2 separate regions of the Gossypium arboreum genome follow, and region 2 is linked to region 1. The links are chromatin contacts, called in public Hi-C maps. All regions are on one chromosome and are shown on one strand. Each heading gives the region's core, a stretch centred on a gene start, on an enhancer-like site or on the middle of the called end of the contact. The rest is flanking DNA. Distances are from core to core; before and after follow the strand shown. Region 1 holds the start of LOC108453990. Region 2 holds the start of LOC108489710 (LEC14B homolog).

Evidence for each region. A called contact is a pair of places that touch in the nucleus more often than the background predicts.
Region 2: a contact with region 1 is called in a Hi-C map of leaf, with 3 times the contacts expected there. The contact joins the promoter of LOC108489710 here to the promoter of LOC108453990 in region 1. A contact is called at or near these places in 2 of 5 Hi-C or Micro-C datasets (both in leaf).

What each region holds. Positions count from the first base shown.
Region 1 is chr10:100,281,079-100,283,825 of ASM2569848v2, forward strand. LOC108453990 reads left to right here and starts at 1,358. Exons shown (of 4, transcript XM_053020664.1): 1 at 1,358-1,674; 2 at 1,776-1,874; 3 at 1,981-2,107. The coding sequence starts at 1,468.
Region 2 is chr10:100,720,713-100,723,459 of ASM2569848v2, forward strand. LOC108489710 (LEC14B homolog) reads right to left here and starts at 1,414. Exons shown (of 10, transcript XM_017794415.2): 1 at 1,310-1,414; 2 at 246-740; 3 at 1-92. The coding sequence starts at 626. It overlaps LOC108488552 (sugar transporter ERD6-like 16), which reads right to left. Exons shown (of 18, transcript XM_017792833.2): 17 at 2,434-2,548; 18 at 1,882-2,339. The coding sequence ends at 2,218.

The sequences.
Region 1 (2,747 bases), core at 108-2,607:
ACTTCGATGGTTGTACGATCATTAGATGTGAATAAAGATCAATTTCGTCCTTGCGAGGATGGTGAAGAGTTTCTTGGTCCTAATTAATTTTCACCCATTAAGTATTAAAGAAATTTTAATACTTATATAGAAAAGGTATTAAAGAAATTTTACATGGATAAAGCACACCCATTAAGTACTTCGATGGTTGTATGATCATTAGATGTGAATAAAGATCAATTTCGTCCTTGCGAGGATGGTGAAGAGTTTCTTGGTCCTAATCAATTTTCACCAAAATTATTATTCACCCACGATCTTGAGAAAAGAGGTGATATAAATGTTCAACAAATTCGTTCTAGTGAGAATGTAACAGATCATTTTATTAAGACATTGCCAACTTCAACATTTGAAAGACTACTACACAAGATTGGAATGCGTTGACTCAAAGATGAAATGTATGTTGCCATTAGGGGGAGTCTAAAAACAAGTTGTACTCTTTTCCTTTAACCAAGGTTTTGTCCCATTGAGTTTTCTTGGTAAAGGTTTTTAACGAGACAGCTTGTAATAAAAGATTGTATAATCTGGGTTTTTCCTTATAAGGTTTTAACGAGACACATTATCTACCAATAGACATCCAAGGGGGAGTGTTATGAATATCTTATTAAGTGAATGTCCATCATGATAAAGATAAAGTTTTGATATACTTTAAATTTTAATAACTATTAGAATTAGATCTCTACTCCTTTTTATCAATAAAGTTCATTCTCTATTTCTTTCATATTTTCTTTATTCTTTATTCTTTCCATCTCTCTTTATTTTATAACAATATACATATTCTAAAATTATTTTAGTAATAATTATTTAGCCCGATTTTCATTTGCTAGAAACCCAAAGCTTAAAATATGTTATTAGTCTTTATACTTTTAGAAAATTAAGGATTTAGTCATTATACTTCTATTTCATAGAATTTAGTCTCTTTACTTTTGATTTTAAAATTTAGGTCTAATTGTTAACACTATTTTTTTGTTCAATTTGTTGCTGTGAATTTTTGAAAAAAATATTCACTTGTAACCATGTAATTAAAAAATAACCTTGTAATTATATTGAGTTTAACAAAAGAAATTAACAATGCTAATATTTAGATCTAAATTTTAAATCTAAAAAGTAGACAAACTAAATTCTATAAGATAAAAGTAAAGTGATTAAATTCTCATTCTTCAAAAAAGTACAGGAATTTGTGTGATATTTTAACCAAACCCATTGGCCAATTTATTTTGGATCCTAAGTGACGATTGCTCTTTTAGAATATAGAGAATAATTTGCTAAATATTTTGTTTAACCTTAAAAAAATTAAAAAAGAAATTAGAAAAGATAATGGGCCTTGGCCTAAAAGGGCAAAGCAGGCCAGTAGAAGAAAAAAACCCTAGAAAACCCCTCCATGTCTACCAAGCTCTCTTCTTTTGGAAGATGAATGAGTAAAGGAGAAAAATGGCTATAGAGAGCTACGTGGTGGTTCACAATATAGCAAAGAGGCACAACGTCGGAACCCTAGCTAGAAGCGCCACCGCCTTTGGAGTCGCCGAACTAATCTTAGTTGGCCGCCGTGACTTCAACGCCTTCGGCAGCCACGGCTCCACCTCCCATCTCCGTTTCCGCCACTTCCATTCCCTCACCGACGCTCGCCTCTTCCTTAAAGTAAACGTCTAACCAACCCATTCCTCTAAATCCTTATTTCTTAAACTTTTTCAATTTGGATCCTAATTTGTTTTTGAATTTTTTTACTGTATTTTAAGGAGAAAGATTGTGATATTTGCGGGGTTGAGATCACAGAGGACGCTGTTTCCATAACTGATCATCCTTTCAAGAAAAGCACTGCTTTTCTTCTTGGTAATGAGGTAAAGTTAAAGCCTACTTTCTAAATTTAGCTGAAATTTCTGATTCTTGGGTTTTACTTTTTCCTTCTAAATTTTACAATTTCTTTTGTTCTTTAATGTTTTACAGGGGACAGGGCTTTCAGCTAAGGAATGTGAGATATGTGATTTCTTTGTTTACATTCCTCAATATGGAGGTGGCACTGCCTCTTTGAATGTCACTGTTGCTGCTTCCATTGTTTTGCATCATTTTGGAGGTATTCCCAATTTCAATCTAATCTTATCTTATCTTACTCTATAAATGTCTTTAGTTTTCATTTCATGACTTCTTTCACCAGTAAAGTTGATGATGGAGAAAGTTAATTTTTTCCAAGGATTGTTGGGAAGATTAGTATGCCTGCCTTAGATTTTAGAGAACACTAGTCAAGAGTCAAAAGATCATGAACCATTAAAATCATAAAGTTCTTATAAATAGTTTTTTTATTTCCTATTGGATTGGTTATCTAGCAACTAGTATAAGTTGTGAGGCTCATATTCACGTGTTTATTGTATGTACCTAGCTAATTAAACTTGGTTCTTTTACTTGCAACAAATGGTCATTAGCGCCTTTTAAGTGCAGATCACTTCTTCCTATTATCCATTATACGAAAGCCAAAGTTAAACTAGGGGTTTCCTCTCCATGGTGTTTCTTGACTGTTGTCTAGATTTTGTTGCTTATGTCCAACTTGTGGTCCTTGTGGAATCAAAAGGAGGATGTTGAACATGTTTCACTTGTCTTTGAAGTGGATACTAGCCTTTCTCTTAAGTTATTTAGGCAACCTGTTTGTTAGCCTGTTGGTCTTATTAACTATGTTTTGTTCCCACAATTCTTTTTTCTTGAAGTAGTCATGTTTGACA
Region 2 (2,747 bases), core at 164-2,663, 440 kb after region 1:
GTATCAGTAATTGTCCATTTCAAGCTTTTTGCCAGGATGTTCTTCTGAACTTTCCAGCCCCTTTCCACATCATATATCCTAATTTGACTTTTCTGCCTCGTCAAAAAGTGTAAAATCAGTCAAAGACCAAAGAATAAGATCATAAAAACTTCAGCTAAGTAAAGCTATACAATCAGTGAGCCAACAAATACACAAGTGATCAGTATTTCTGTATTTCACCTATAGCCCAAGGAATGAAACAATACCTGGAATCCAGCAACAAAAAGAGAACCATCAGCTGAAAACTGTGACACATATGCTCGACTTTGAAGCCGGTCCAAGCACCTGGGACCATTGACAGGCAAATACCGACTTAAAACATGGCAACCATCAGCTGATGAAAATCTCCCTCTACCTGTAAAATTACCCTCTCGCCCGACCAACATTTTGACCGGGGAAACAGGTAATTTCCGCTTTCCCAGAACACCTCGGGAGAGAAGTTCATGGGGTCCTGACCTAAGGTTTGTGTGTTGAGCAATATCATGAACAAGATAATCAGAATCCTCACTATAATCTTGATTTGCACAATATCCTTTAGGGGCATTCCCATCATTACAAGCATCAACATTCTTCCGAAACCTACTCATTATGTAACAAACTACCTAGATTTCACCAGATATATAATTTTCACCTAAAACAGCAAAATCAAAGCCTTTCATATCACTGTAAAATCTGCAACTCAGTTATGTCCTTTGTCAACCCTGCAAACAGTGACACTCTTCAACAACACAAACAATTAAAATCTAAGATGTAATTTGCTCCATTAACATTTAAACTATCAGAATTAAAAGTCACATAGGGCTAATCAAAATGCAGTTTTAGATATTCAAAGTATTTCTCAAGTGAAATTAATACTAGTAAGTCTCATGAGATGAAACTTTGGAGAAAGCTCCAATTCAAGTGAAATTGCTAAAAGAGAATCATTTTTCCAATTGTTGAGAAAAACAAGAGAAAGTGATAAGAGTCAAACTTTGAAATCATCACCATTTACAATCATAGTACAACAATTCAAATTCCATATGCACAAGAGGAAATAAACACATATTTTTCTTCTTCTTTTTTTTTTTTGGATCAAATATAGAAAACGAAGTGAATTGAATCAGTCCAATCAAATGACACACTAAAAACTAGAAGATAGAAAAAAAATATATCCAAATAAAACAGTGAAATCTTTTGGGTTCCTCAATATTTACTTCATTTTTTCATCAACCAAACTAGAATAAAATTTAGAAAGAAAAATTGAAGAGACAAAAAAAAAATCGTGTCAAACCTCCAATTCGATTAGCCAAATGTGAGAGCCGATCCTAAAAGAAATTTGATTGATTGAACTCTTATTTTATACTCGCTTTGTCTATTTTCTGGAGATATATGTGATAATACAGTGAGATGAAGGACACGTGCTAGATAATGATCATGTGTTGTGAGAACACGCGCTTGATGTTGCGTTTGAAAACTCGGCCGCTTTGTTAAAATGATAATTAATTCTCAAAATAAATATATTATTCCAAATAATTAATTTTCAATTTCATTACTACAAAGTTTTAGCATAATTGAAAATGTTTCAAATGGTTTTAGTCTTTGAGTAATGAAATTATTTGATAATCAAACTTTATTTTATCTATTTTAAACTTTAAATAATTTAAATCTGAATAAATTATTTGATAATTTGAATAAACTCATCTATTTGATTTTTTTCTTATCATCCCGTCAAACTAAAGTTGAGTAAACAAAATTCTAACATAATTTTAAAAATAAGAATATATATTATAATTATTTGGTATATTTTACTATCTAATATATTTTTTAAAAATCGTAAATAAATTTCTAAAAGAAATCCTGAAATTGAATAAAATTTCCACTTTATATTACTGCTCAAAATTGGAATTCAACAAATGAATATTATATATAAGCAAAGTGGGATCTAATTAACCTGACATGAAACAATACATACATATATATATATATATATATATATATATATATATAATAAATAAGGCAAAAAAAGAAATGAAAAGTTAAAATTTCATGGCGTCAACGTCACTACAGGTTTCGTTGCGTTAGGTGGCGTCAAATATTAGGGGAAGTTGTGGGCATGGAACTAAAGATCCGACATCTTCCCCCGAGTATTTTTGTGGCATGTTTTGAAGAAGTAATGCAGATGATGATTTGTTGTGTCATCTATCTATGTGAATTGATGCACGCCTGGATTTCTTCCAATGTTTTCCCTTTAGTTTCTGGGACAAACTTCACTACGAATAGGATTGTTATTATAGAGACTCCCGAGTAGATATAAAATGTGCCTGAAAAATATCATTTACATCATTATTATGTAATCCAAGAATATTTTTTCCATTTATTTTGTGCCCAAATTGAAAGGGGAATAGATTGATTTACCATAGGAACTCCAGGTCATCATGAAGTTGAATGTGTAAGAAACTGCCCAAGCACCTAACCAGTTCACTAGCACCACCAAGCTGCCTGCTACTCCTTTTACATTTATTGGGAAAATCTGTCTCTCCAAACAAATTGGATTCATTTAGAATTTGGGTTATTTCGAATTTAGGTTATTAATTTTTAAATTTAAAGAATTACAATGGTGGAGTCAGAAATTTTTTTTAGAGAGGGGCCAGAATTAAATTGTATATTTTATAATAATAAAATTGTAATTTTACAATTTTAATAAATCTATCTTTATAATTTTAAATGAT